2 separate regions of the Mus musculus genome follow, and region 2 is linked to region 1. A link is a contact called in public HiChIP or PLAC-seq data. All regions are on one chromosome and are shown on one strand. Each heading gives the region's core, a stretch centred on a gene start, on an enhancer-like site or on the middle of the called end of the contact. The rest is flanking DNA. Distances are from core to core; before and after follow the strand shown.

Region 1 (7,057 bases), core at 1,268-3,767:
TTGTGCCCAGGGCTTCTATAGTCATCCCCACTGGAAGCTCGGTGGAACGTGGCCACCTATGCCAGCCTTGGGATGTGACCTGGGGCGTTAGCTCTTGTCTGTGTTACCAGCAGAAACGGGGCTGCAGAGTATGGCTCTCTGCCCTCAAAGGGCTGAAGAGGAACCCTCTTTGCTTGGCAGTTAGTGTTTTGTTATTTTAAGCTCTGACCCAACATAACAAGCACATCTCAGAGGGGGGAGCAAAGGGGTCTTGTTCTCCAAAGAGGAAAGAGGCACATTCCAGCAGGTCTCCAGGCATCTTCCCAGTGGGCTATTTAAAGCAGAGCCAACAGACACTCGGTGCCCAATATAACCTTGCTCCCCAGCCGTGGTCAGGGGGAGAGGGAGCCCTGGAGCTGGGCCCCATTGACTGGATACACCCTAGGTTTGGGTGAAGCCAAGCAAAGCTACTGGTAATTTTGTGTTTCCAAAACGATCAGTCCCAGGTTTGTCCAATTACTTCTAAACCAGACTTTATGCCCCAAACCTGGGGGAACTAGAGTCTCTCTTAATGCTATGTTTGGTAGAACAAATGGTAGCTTTCTCTGGTCCAGGAGGGAGAACAGGCTTGGCTGCCACTGAGGCCCACTGGTGCCCAGGCCGCTTGTGCAGCAGATTTGGAACCTTCTGTGGATGCTCCACAGGCAGTGATCAGAGAGCTAGCACAACAGAGAAGGAAACTGGCCGAGCTGGGGGACCGATTAGTGTTCCTGGGTGTGGCATGGGACATGGAGGTTCTTGCTATATAGTAAGTGTCCTGTAGGCCAGACAGCAGAAGCTTGGTCCCACAGTTTCTCTACTTCCTCCTTGTCTACTTGATCATCCAACTCCAGCTCCCCACACGGATGAGGGCAAGCAGCGTGTCTGTGCCTGATAAGAGTCATGGGGGCTCTCAGCCCCTTTTGTCCGTTGAGGAGCATCTCGAATGAGACATAACCAACAGATGTGAGAGACCTGAGAGGTCAGAGCCTAACCAGCAGGGCAGAGATGCCCACTGTGCCTGTTGAGTGTTTGAGCAACTCCATCAGTGCTGGGGCTCCGGTTTGGAGTCAAAAGTGGGTGCTTGAAGCCTTGGTGGTTCTGCTGCCCTGGTCCCCAAGTTTTCTAGACAATGGAGAGAACTTCCTGCTCTGGTGGCCAATAGAAACTAAGCGAGCTCCTCTCCTGCAGCCATAGAAGCTGGGCCTCCCTCTGAGCTCAGGGACTGCTGGAGCCTGTGTGTCCCAGATGTGGCTCAGCTGCAGTGCAGTCCCTCTGTTGCACACTTGTTAGTATTACCACAGGAGTTAGCTTCCCAGTCCCACACAAACCAGAGTGCACCCCCTCTGCTGAGCCAAAGAGACTCTCGGCCCTCCCCTTGGTTTCCAAAACTGAATGATGTTTTTCTTTCTTACTGGATAACAGTGTGTTTGCTTTGGAAGGGACGTCTCACGGGGACTTGAACCCCAGTGTGAGGACAGGAGGCAGAAGGGCTTAGCAGCCTCCTCTCGTGAGGCCCTGCCCAAGAAGGTTGTGCTTGCCCTGCACAAGGACTGAAGAGAAGAGCTGTCTGGGGGCAACCATTACAGTAGTTAGTGTGGAAGAGACTCTGGGGTCTTTTCCAAACTCATTCATGTAGTCACAAACTCCTTTCCAAACTTGGGGTTTGAATTAGGGTGCATATCCCTGGCTCAGTTTTCAGAGATCATTGCCAAAGGAGGATCAGGGGTCCTGGTAATCTAAGTGGGTGCAGAGACTCCTCCCTAGGATGATCCTGAGCCGGAAGCACACAGCGGTGAGCAGGTCAGAACTCCAAAAGACAGGAAAGCTGCTGCTCTTGTCCAGCATCCAAGTAGGCAGTTCTGCTGCTGGCTCTACCAGCTCCTGGGGCCAGAGGCCATTCAGCAGGCTGGGCACACCTTGTCCTGAGCCTTCTTGAGAACCAGGGAGGGCTCAGCCCTAATCCTTTCGGAAATGGAGGCTCAGCAAGATTGGGGGCCATATCCTAAACTCACTGAATAGAAAAGGTTTAAATGGATGTGTCCAGCAGCCCCCAGCCCCTGTGCCACACACCGAGTAGCAGTACATCCCCCTTCTCTAGTACCAGGTCCCAGGGGAAGAGCACTCAGGTATACACACAGAGGAGGTGACTAAATTCCCATAGGAGAGTGGCCTAATATATCCCCCAAGACGTTCCTCTCCGAGCTCATGCTAAGCTGTGACTCCTCGCCAGAGATACGAGACCCTGGCTGCCCTCCTTTCCCGATCCTGTCACCTCTAGCCAGTGTCTCTTACCTGGGAGCTCAGATAGTGGGGAGCCTCGAAGAGGTGTCCCAGTACAGAGCCTCTATGTACCTCCTGGAAGTCCTTTGGCCACCACCTTTGACTTCTTCACCAGCGCTGCCACTTTCCTGCCTAGGCGGCTGCTTCTCACTCGGGCACCTCCTGGTGCTAGCTCCCGGTTGCTGACAGCCAGCTGCTGTCCAGCTTCAGCGCCTCATCGCTTCAGCTTTTTTGTTGTTGGTTGTCCTGGAGATCTAGGTGTCAAATTACAGTTGTGAGGAGGAGCCCAGGGAGTCCTCCCCTGAGCTTGACTTGCCCTTCACGCCCTATGCCTTTCCCTGCCTAGAGGTCCACTCTGCTCTCTGGATCCCCAGACGGCTCCCTCTCTTATTCTTCCTCCTGTTCTGCCCTCCTCCTGCCTTTGAGCCAGGCTGTAGGCTGTAGGCTGTAGGCGGAGGGCTGGGGTTGGGCTAATGACAGAAGTGGTTGGCTGTGGTTCCCTGTGGAAATAACCCCGGGGGGCTCCGTCTGAGGTTGCCAGAGGAAGAGGGTGGAGTGACTCGCTCTTGGGTGCCCCAGCACCCTCTGGATGGCCTTTTTGGCTTGTGTCCCTGACCACCCTGGTCTGTCTCTTGGGCCACACTCTGGCTGCTCTCTCTGCCCTCTGCCAGAAAGAAAACCGGGCTACAGGATCACCCAAGCACGTCAGCAAGCTTTCAAGCAGCCCTCTGGTGTGGTACTCTGCCATCTACCCAGGGGCATCTGGGGGGAAGATGAGGATCCTAGATACTCTAAAAGTAGTCTGCGCCGGCCATGGTAGTGCACACCTTTAATTCCAGCACTTGGGAGGCAGAGGCAGGTAAATTTCTGAGTTCGAGGCTAGCCTGGTCTACAGAGTGAGTTCCAGTACAGCCACGGCTACACAGAGAAACCCTGTCTCGAAAAAAACAAAAAATAAGTAAATAAGAAAAAGAAAGAAAGAAAAGTAGCCTGCTTGTTTTAGTGAGGGGCCTTGGGTCCTTCTAAGAGAAAGGTCACTGCTGGTCTCGTTCTGCTCAGCTGTCTGCATGACAGCTCTGTTGGCCCATTAACGTTTGTCGGTCTTGCCACCAGCAGACCAGGCTGCAGGGGGAGGACTGACCTCAGCTCTGCAGTCAATGGAGCCCTTTGAATCTGAGCACAAAACCCCAGTGAGCCAGGGCTTGGGGCAGGGTGTAGACAACCATATGGTCACAGTGCCTAGATGCCAAAGCTTCTCAGAGACAGGACAGGCCACCACTGTACAGGCAGAGGGAACATTTGTCGTGTATATTCAGTGTTAGTGGGAGCTGGCTGCAAGAGCGCCCCCCAGTGGCTGTCTCAGCTGTCTTCCTGCCACTTCTATGCAGTTTTAGGGCTGTTCTTCACTTTGCTGGAGGGACCCTACTTCTTTAGAAGGTGGCATTGCAATTTGCTTTCCTTACAGTAGCCTGCTGTGTGGGGTCAGATCCGCAAGCAGTATTCAGACTAAGAAAACCCTCTGTTCCAAAGCTGTTAGTGCCGGCTAATCTTAAGCCTGGGCACTCAAACTGCCCTGCCTCGCGCTGTCTCTTCTGGTTCCCAACCCTGTACCACATTTCTGGCACTAGAGATGACTGTAAGGACCCTGATAGAACAGTGGCCTCTCCCAGGGCCTCAGCCTGGGGATCCGAAAAGAGACTGGCCTCCTGCACCAGGTGGGCTTCCTGCCACCAGCTTGGGCAGGAAGTGGTTATCCGCAGGGGAACATCTGGAGTTAGAGGCTGAGAGGGAGGCTCTAGTGAGGCTCTAGTGAGGCTGGATCTCCCTGGTGAGTGGGCTCACGAGTGACTAGGCATGATGGCCGCTCTCAGCATTGTGTGCCTCTAGCACAGTGACTCTCAGCCTTCCTCATGCTCTGGCGACCCCCAACCATAACATCCTTTTTGTTCCTTCTTTATTACTGGAATTTTGCTAGTTATAAATTGTAATATATGTTTTTTGGTGGATAGTCTTAGGTAAACCCTATGAACGGTCTTTCAAGCACCAGAAGGCTTGAGACCCACAGGTTGAGAATCATCTGTTCCAGGAGCTATGCTAGGTACAGCCTTCAGCCTAGGGCAAAAAGCTCATGGTGGGCGCCAGGGGAAGCCTAATTCCCTCAGGGAAGATCAAGATACCCATGAAAACTGTTTGTGGGAGCTCATGCCTACAGACCCAGAACTCAGGAATCTGAAGCAGGAAGCTCATGAGTTCAAGGCCACCCTGAGCTGTAGTGAGACCCTATCTTAAAAACAAACAAAAAAAGACTAGGCATGGTTGCAGAGGCGGCTTTCTGAGTTCTGAGGCCATCCCAGTCTACTGTGATGAGTACTCAGTAAGCTCTGGGCCAGCCCTGGCTACAGAGTGAGACCCTGTCTCTAAATAACAAGTACTAAAGACAGGCTGGGCTCTCCTGTCCTCTCCTCCTTCCCCACGGTGAGGAACACTTGTAGAACATCTCATCAGTGCTCACAGCCCGATGGAGCACCGTTGTGCTCCACTGTAACACTGCCCCACAGCAGTAGAGAGGCTGTGGCATTCACAGTAAAATGCCTATCTGATGTTGCCTTGGTGGCAGAGCCTGACTCTCCAGGGCATTCCTGGTCCCTGGGCAGAGGGAAGAGCAGGGCCCTAGAGCTTACAGGTAACCAAACAGACTGAGGCTCATATGTTACAGACCTGTAGGGAAACTGCTTCACCTCCCTGGCCCCGGCTCGGCCATGGGCAGCACCAGATGATGCTTCCCACGCCCTGTGGATAAAAGGGTACAGGACAGAGACTGGGGGATGCTCAGAGGTTGAGAGCATAGACTGTATTCACAGAGGCCCCTGGGTTCAGTTCTCAGCACCTCACGGTGGCTCACAACCATCCATAACAAGTTCCAGGTGATCTGACACTCTCCTGACCTCCTGATACACATAAAATAAACCAAAAAAGGCTTTGGAAAGATATGGAGTGTGGTGCTGGATAGTGAGTGACTCAGTGCTTGGAGACAGGATGAGCCAACACTAGCCACCTCAGCCCCTCAGCCCCTCGGCACTCACTGCCTGTTCTAGGTGCCGCCATGCTGCCATTGCTAAGTACTTTGGGGATGCACCCCCCGCCTGCGCCAAAGGCTGTGACTACTGCCAGAATCCTGCAGCCATAACGAAGAAGCTGGATGCCCTGGAGCGCAGCAGCAGCTGGAGCAAGACCTGCATCGGGCCCTCACAGGGGAATGGCTTCGATCCTGAGCTGTATGAGGGAGGCCGCAGGGGCTATGGTGGCTTCAGCAGGTAAGAAGCCATCAAACGCATAGTCATTCCACTGTACTAGCCAGGCCAAAGGTGGCCTTCCTGCAGTGCGACACATGATCTCCCTGGGGCCAGCACATCACTGTCCCGTCAGGTCGGGAAGGACAGAGCCCCTGCATGGCTGCTCTCACCTAGCCTGTCCTTTAGGTATGATGAAGGTTCTGGAGGTAGCGGTGATGAGGGCAGAGATGAGGCCCACAAGCGGGAATGGAATCTTTTCTATCAGAAACAGATGAGCCTGCGCAAGGTAAAGGGGGCAGAGGCCTTGATGGGGGCTCAGTGGCTCTATTTGGTTACTATTGCTATGAGAAAACACCATGTGTGACCAAAAGCGACATGGGAAGGAGAGGGTTTATTTGCTTGACACTTCCACATCACAGTGCAGCATCAGGGGAAGTCGGGGCAGGAGCTCCAGCAGGGACCTGGAGGCAGAATTGAGGCAGAGACCGTGGAAGAGTGCTGTTCCCTTGCTCAGTTTGCTGTCCTCTACAACCAGGACCACTTACCACAGCCCATAGTAACCTGGGCCCTTACACGTCCATCAGGAAAATGTCCCCACAGACCAGTCTGCCGGGAGGCAGTTCCTCAGCTGAGGATCCGTCTTCCCAGACGACTCTAGTTTCTATCAAGTTAACAAAAAGCCTAAGCCAGCGTGGTGACACATGACTCCAGTCCTAGCACTTAGGAGGCAGAGGCTGGAGTACAAGGCCAGAGACTGACTACATAGCAGAACTCTGTCTGAAATGCACTGCCCCCCCAAAAAACAAAAAACAGCACAGTGGCCCATGCAGGGTTTGGATGGTCCCCTGAGTACCACCTCTCAGTCCCTTCTCCAGCCTTGCAGCAGGATAGGATGTCTCATGTCCCTCCTGCTGACTATCTTTCAGGGCAAAGAGCCCAAGATAGAAGAATTCACGCCCCCAGGTTAGTGCAGAAATGCTCCGGGGGCTTGGGTGTTGTGCCTGGGGGTAGACCGTGGGGGGCTCGGTAAGGCTTCCAGGAGCTGCTCAGATGGAGAGCCTTCCCCTCCCTTTTCTCAGATGAAGACTGTCCCCTGAGAGAGGCTTCAAGCAGGAAGATCCCGAAGCTCACAGTGAAGGTAAGAGAGGGGCAGCTCTTCACTTGCCCTCAGGGCCCCTCCCTGCCGCTGAGGGGGGGTGACCATGACTTCACTCTCATAGGCCCGTGAGCACTGCCTGCGACTTCTGGAGGAGGCTCTGATCAGTAACCATCAGGCTGCAGGCTCCACTCATGGGTGAGCGTGCCGAGGTCACCAGGGCAGGGAGCAAGGCGTCCTCTGAGGGAGGGAGAGAGGGAGAGGCCTCCTCTCCTCCAGAGGATGCCTCTGCAGTGGTGTCCCATGGGTCCCACTCCTTACAGCCCTACTGGGTGTGCATCAGAGGCTGCTAAAGGACAGACAGTAA
Region 2 (7,057 bases), core at 2,987-5,486, 420 kb before region 1:
GTGTATTTGCGTATGTGAGTGTGTGTATTTCCGAGTATGGGTGTGTGTTTGAATGTGATTGTGTGCATATGTGTGGGGGTGAGTGTGTGTTTGTGTGTATGAGTATGTGTATTTATTTGTGTGTGTGAATGTGTGAGTGTGTGTGTGTATATATGGGTGTGACTGTGTGTGTGTGTGACTCTGTGTGTGTGTATATGTGTGTGTGTTGGGGGTCACCCACATGACAGTACATACATGAAGGTTTGTAGAGTTAGTTCTCTCCAGGCACTGTGGGTGGGAGGAGCACTGTGGGTGTGAGGAGCCCTGTGGGTGGAAGGAGCACTGTGGGTGTGAGGAGCACTGTGGGTAGGGGGAGTGCCTGGCGTCCCTTGGTCCAGAGCCTGGTTCTGCTGCCGTGGAGAATGAATGGTCTTGGTGGAATGGACTCTGTGGGTAAAGCATGGGAAGACATGGGGTACAGACCAAGTACCCACACTCCAGCTCTGTGTGGTGACCTTTTGCAGAGTCTGGGGAGAAAACCATGTGACCTCTCTCTGTCACCCCTCCTGAAGGCTTCAGGAGTCCTGATCCATTGTCAGTTCAGATTTGTTGAAATCTCTTGTCTGATGCTATCTCCTCTCCCCACTGTCCACCTCCTCCTGCCCCTCATTCTGCACTGAAGTAAAGGTCACAAAAATCAAATGCTCAGATAGGGAGACCACCAGGTTTTTGTTTGTTTATTTGAGGGAGCTGTGTGTGTGTGTGTGTGTATGTGTGTGTCTTTGTGCCTGTGTGTTTGTCTGTCTGTGTGTGTCTGTCTGTCTATGTGTCTGTCTCATGTGTGTGTGTCTGTATGTTTGTGTGTGTATCTGTTTCATGTGTGGGTGTGTCGGCCTGTTTGTGTGTCTGTCTGAGTGTGTCTGTCTTTGTATATCAGTCTGTTAGTGTCTGTCTGTCTCATGTGTGTGTCTGTGTGTCTGTCTCATGTGTGTGTGTGTGTGTGTGTCTGTCTCATGTGTGTGTCTGTCTCATGTGTGTGCCTGCACATGTGTGTGTTAGGAAGCCAGAGTTCCATGTCTGTCTCTCCCCCCACCTTTAGATGGGTTCCAAAGATTGACCCAGGCCCCCAGGCTTTTGCTGTAGGCACCGTCACCCATGGGGCCATCTTGCCAGCTCCAGTTTGTCCCTTTTTATGGCCAAATAGTATTCAGTTTGTTTAGCCATTCTCCTCTGATGGATATCTGAGTAACTTCCAGTGTAGGGCTATTGTAAACAAGCTTTTATGAACATTCCTGAACAAGGCTTTTGTAGCTCTCTCTCTCTCTGTCTCTCTCTCTGTCTCACACACACACACACACACACACACACACTCACACACACACCACACATGCAACACACACATTCCTTTGCATTTCATTTCATTTGGCAGGTTTGGGGGAAAGACCTACACGTGTGGGCTATCTGCCATGTTCAAGTGGGCCACGTCAAGGCAGCCTTAAAAGAGCAGGCATGGGTATTCAGCAGAAATGCAAAGAGAAAGGCAGAGCTAAGGGAGGTGTGGGGGTGAATCCCAGCAGGGGTGTCCAGGGCGCTGATGGCTACTTCATATGGGGCTAAGGACTCTGTCAAATGCGGCTCAGGCAAGAACACCTCAAAGACTTCCTACCTCCCCAACACACACACACTGACAGTCGCTTGACGCTGTCACCTGTCACCCAGCCTCAGCCTCCTCAGTGCTGCCATCATGTCTATGCACTACTGTGAGGGTCACACTGGGCTCCCCCCATCTTCCCCCTTTCCCTTTTCCTTTCCTTCTTTAGTCCCAGGAGCCCCTAGTCCAACCAGGTGCTCAGCCTTTATCTGGTGGTTCCGTTGGGAGCTGACTGTCACCTTCCTACCTCATCCTTTTAGTAGCCCCAACTCCTTAAGTCGTAGGACAAGTGTCGGGCACTGCCTGCCTTCTGCCTAACCAGGACCTCGCCTTCCTCTACAGAAACACAAAGCCTCCTCCTTGGGGCTCCTGGCAACACTTCTCAGGGGAGAGTCTGAGTACTGAGTCCTAAGCTTGGGGAGGTCGCCACATTAGCTGCCCAGGCCTCTGGCAAACCTCCGGCTCAAAATGTCTGGTTTTGGTGAGCCCTGAACCCTGATCCCTAGACGGGAGGCCACAGCGCTGGTCTGTAACAGCAAGATAGCATCATAGAAAGAGGCAAGGGCGCTCTTCAGTCTTTGGGACATGGCATCCTTCTGGGGTTGCCTACAGATATGGACACTGAGATGCAGAGGACCTGCGGATGCCAGCACAGGTGAGGCCAGCTTCCAGGCATGCTGGCACTGTGTGGACACCGCCATCTTCTTGCTTTCCTATTACTACAGGGGCAGAATCCCCTGCCCCATGGGAAGCTCAGGGTGAGTGGGGCAGGGACTGGTTCCTGTGATATCTGCCAAGAGTAGTGCAGAGAATGTGGCACAGTGGAGTGGGGGCCGCAACACAAGACTCAGTGACCTGTCGGCAACTGGAGCTTTTTGCCGAGAGGGCAGTGGGGACATGGGGAGATATAAGTCAGGCTTGTCCCTGCCTGGGCCTACACTTCCCCAGGCCTCAACCTAGCTCTCCTTTCTGGCCTTATTTTAAAGCCCCTATTAGTTGGGCCTGGTAGTATATGGAAGTGGAGAAAGATTATGAGTTAGGTCAGCCTGGGCTACACGCAAAGATAGTCCCAAGAACCGTAAAATGTTCGAGGCCAGCCAGGTCTACAGAGTGAGTTCCAGGACAGCCAGGGCTATACAGAGAAACCCTGTCTCGAAAAAACAAAAAACAAAAAAACCCCAAAAAACAAAAACCCAAAAACGATAGTCTTTATTAAAGACAACTGGTGGTATGTGTTGGCATCAGGACCTCCCAAACCTATGACATCACATAGGTGACAGCAAAACCTGCAGACTGGTTGCCAAGGCAACAGGCACCCTATTCCCAACATCCACTTGGCTCACTTTCCACCTTTACCTGAGTTACGTCATTCTCGATATAAATAAGGAGAACTCCCCTCCCTCACACTCTCTCCCCCTCTTCTCTTTCTGCCGCCACCTTCTCTCTCTTCTCCCAATAAAACCTCGTCCACGTGGAACTGTCTTGGCCTAGCGTGCTGTTGAGATGCAACCCGCCATTCTAACACATCAGTGTGTGTGATGTCTTTCCAGGTCGGGTGTACACTGATGGCGGCTGCACACATCTTTCTTTGGCCTTTCTGTTCATTCATTCATTCCATCAGTCACTCGACGAGCCTCAGGCTGGAAGACTCTCCTGTGGGTGCGCAGGGCGCTCTTAAACACACTCAGTAAAACCGAGCCTTGGTCCTAGAACCCTTGCTTCAGGGTAGTTCTGGATCAAGGGACTAAGACCTCCCATTTCCCACCACAGAGGAAGGATCTGCAAGTGTTGTGCTGGGGAGGAAAAAGGCCTTCTCTGCACCCCCACCCCTATCCAGCAGCTCCGGAGACCCCAGCCTGAATGTGGTCTGCCTCTGCCCAGCCACCTCCAGTACCTGGGGCACTGGTGTGGACTCTTCACTTGTATCCCAGTCACAACGAAGCCACATTCTTCTTTATCTGTCTTGAGACAGGGTTTCTCTGTGTAGCCCTGGCTGTCCTGGAACTCACTCTGTAGACCAGGCTGGCCTCGAACTCAGAGATCCACCTGCCTCTGCCTCCTGAGTGCAGGGACTAAAGACATGCGGATCAGGTGAAACCACATTATCTTACCTCAGTCAGCTGCTCTAAAGTGCCTTAGCTTTCTTAGTCGATACCTGTTCTTACTCCTCTGGTGACAGAGCCATCTCTGCCTTACTTCTCACAGAATAGATATCTTCCTGGGACCCACCTTCCCACCCTTCAGAATCCAGGACACATCTGTGCCTCTCTGGTGGGCCATTCCCCTGTGGTGGTTTTTCCTTTAACCAGTCCCCACAGTCCTTGTCCCTCCTGTGACTGGCAGGACATAGATTTGCTGTGAATCCCAAATTCTCAAAAGGACTTTCTTTTCTGCAGTCTTAGCAGGGAAGGGGGATCTCTTCCTGTCTCTTCCCTCCCAGGCTTTCCCTAGTTTTCTCTCTACCTACACAGACAGGTTATTGAAAACCCCAGCGATGTTTGTGATCTTGCACAGGAACAAGGGCAAACGTCCCTATGCCTGGAGTCAGGGAGCCTCTGTCCTCATGTGTGGATTGAACCCCACGCTGCCAAACAATGCAAATCAGGATGCCCAGCATGTGAAAGCGCTGAGTCACATTCTGGGAACAGGAGCCCTGGGGACCATGCCCTTCAGCAGTGCGTGCTGCCGCGTTTGCGTTGCAGGAGTGCCCCGGGGGCTGCGCTGGGCTGCGGGAACATGCTTGTAGGTGCAACTGGGCTATGGAATCGCGCTGGGAGCTGCAATTGGGCTATGGGAGCACTCCGGGGACTGCAACTGGACTGCACCTGGGCTGAGGGAGCACGCCCAGGGCTGTGAGGGCGCCCCTGTCCAGGCCAGAGCTGATCTCCCCGCAGCACCAGCTGGACTAGGAGACTAGCGATCACGGGATTCGGGGCGCGCTGGGCACCCACTAAACTTCCGGGGCCAGACCGCAGGCCCCTGGTCCAAAAAGAACTGCCCCGGTTCCAGACGACGCCTGCACTTCCTCTCTCCCTAGCGGCGCGCGCCCCCTGGTGGACGCCGTCCTGCTCGCTGCTTCCCCACCGCGCTGGGCTCTAAGCTCCCCGCAGGAGAGTGGTGACCCCCTTCCCAGAGCCAGCCCAGGATAGGAGAATAGTGGAAAATGCCGTGGTCTGAAAAGATAACGGTGTGAGCTAGTGTGCATACGTGTGTGAGCATATGAAATGATACATGTGTAAATAAATAAGCGTTGTGTATGTGTGAGTGGATGTGGTATGGATGTGCACATAGTGTAAATGGGGCACTGGGTGGGTGGCTGATGTGTGATTAAGTGATCCATCGTGGAGGGCAGGGGCAGGGTGTATGTCTAGTGGCCTCCAGTGTCCAGGCACGGTTGGGTAACTCCTGAAAGCCTTTTTGTGATACTCTAGGGATTAAACCTAGGGCTTTGGAAGTTAGCCAGGCCACACTCTTCTTAACTTTGTTTTGTGTTCTGAAACAGGGTCTTACCACGAAGTCTTAGCTGGCCTGGAACTTCCTATGTAGACCAAGCCAGCACAGCGGGTAGCCAGCTTCTGCCTCCTGAGTGCTGGGGCTAATGGTGTTTGCCACCACACCTGGCTCTTTTTAACTTCTATATTTACATTTGTAAATTCTCTGAGAATTTCATTCATGAGTACTGTATTTACATCATTCCCACCATGCCCTTCCCCCTCTAGCTCCCCCCAGGGGTGAGACCTTAAGAACTTTCTCCCACTGATGAACCAACTGGTGTCACTGTGTTGGTCTTGTCTAGGTAGCCATATTGTTGAGATTTCTTGGGTGTAATTTCCCCTGCTGTGTCTACAAGACACTGTCTTGTTGGTCCTCGGGTTCTTACAACCGTTCCGTGAATCAGTCTCTCTCTCTCTCTTTCTCTCTCTCTGTGTGTGTGTGTGTGTGTGTGTGTGTGTAGGTTGCATTACAGCTTTACCAGGTTGAGTTGTGCACCCCACAGACTCTAATTCTCTGCATTCAGATAAAGTCAGCTTGACACCAGCTAGAGTCATCAGAGGAAGCAGTTTCCAGTTGAGGAAATGCCTCCATGAGATGCAGCTATGCGCGTCTGTAACAGTCTCCATCTGAAAAAGAAAACAAAATCATTCTTTGATGAAAAGCAGGAGCTACAGTCATCTGATGGTCTAACTATAGAAAAGTTATTTATTTTATGTGTGGGTTATATGTGCATGTCTGTATATCACATAAATGCAGTGACCATGGAGGTCAGAAGAGAACGTTGGATCCCCTGAAACAGGTACTACATACACCACTGCTATGTGGGTGCTGGGATTAGAACCTGGGTCCTCTGGAAGAGCAGCCAGCATTCTTAACTACTGAACCACCTCTCCAGACCCTGGCCTACATATTTAAACTATAATTAGAAAGTATACTGGTTTAGGAAAATGACTGTAGTTGGTTCTCATATAGGGCCTATAACCATGAACCCACATAGCCTGGTCTTAAAGTCTGTCCTGGCTGGCTTTGTGTGTTAGCTTGACACAAGCTAGAGTCATCAGCTCAGTTGAGGAAATGCCTCCATGAGACCCAGTTGTAAGGCATTTTCTCTATTAGTGATCAATGAAGGAGGGCTCAACGTATTATGGGTGGTGCCATCCCTGAGTTTGTGGTCCTGGGTTCCATAGAAAGCAGGCTGAGCAAGATATAAGGAGCAAGCCAGTAAGCAGCACCCCTCCATGACCTCTGCATCAGCTCCTGCCTTGGTTCCAGCCCTGCTTGAGGTCCTGTCCTGACTTCCTCCAGCGATGAATCATCATCTGGAAGTCTAGCTGAATTCACACTTTCCTCCCCGACTTGCTTTTTAGTTATGGTGTTTTTTTCCCCTCTGTAGAAAGCCTGACTAGGACAAAGCCCTTCTGTAGTGCAGGCAGGTCCTGAATATAAGAGAATCCTGCTTCAGCATCCTGGAAGCTCAGCCCAGGCGAGCACCTCTTGGATCTGTGTTACACAGCTCTGACCCGGCCTAGCTTAGATTCCCACTTTAAGATTCAGAGGTGTGCTGGAGCGATGACTCAGGTGTTAAACTCACTGGCTGCTCTTCCAGAGGACCCAGGTTCAATCCCCAGCACCCGTTATGGCAGCTCACATTTGTCTGTAACTCTAGTTCTAAAGGATCAGACACCTTCACACAGACATAAATGCATGAAATGAGGGGTACAAAAGATCCAAAGGAAGCCGGGTAGTGGTGGTGCACACTTGTAATCCTAGAACTCGGGAGGCAGAGGCAGATGAATCTATGAGTTCGGGGCCAGCCTGGTCTACAGAGTGAGTTCCATGACAGCCCAGGCTCTCCTACCCCAAAAAAGATCCAAAGGAAACTGAGCTCAGTGGCTCAGACCTTTAATCCCAGAACTAGGGGGATAGAGTCAG

The links. HiChIP or PLAC-seq counts read pairs in DNA pulled down with a chosen protein or histone mark.
Region 2: a FOXA1 HiChIP or PLAC-seq map of pancreatic cancer cells shows a contact between it and region 1. The contact joins the enhancer-like site here to the promoter of Smim5 in region 1. A contact is called at or near these places in 3 of 39 promoter capture datasets (erythroid cells, hippocampal neurons and liver) and 2 of 115 datasets of contacts at active chromatin or transcription factors (embryonic stem cells and pancreatic cancer cells).

Annotation. Positions count from the first base shown.
Region 1 is chr11:115,895,599-115,902,655 of GRCm38.p6, reverse strand. Smim5 (small integral membrane protein 5) reads right to left here and starts at 2,517. Exons shown (of 3, transcript NM_183259.3): 1 at 2,314-2,517. It overlaps Recql5 (RecQ protein-like 5), which reads left to right. Exons shown (of 19, transcript NM_130454.2): 8 at 5,397-5,615; 9 at 5,781-5,880; 10 at 6,521-6,557; 11 at 6,674-6,732; 12 at 6,815-6,888.
Region 2 is chr11:116,316,795-116,323,851 of GRCm38.p6, reverse strand. No RefSeq gene overlaps it. Among named protein-coding and RNA genes, the nearest start is that of Gm26730, 13 kb to the right of the region's middle. Within about 2 kb of position 4,236, at least 147 of the 459 cell types and tissues checked have an H3K27ac peak or open chromatin away from gene starts, as enhancers often do. A contact at or near this core is called in hippocampal neurons and pancreatic cancer cells, where this site is marked.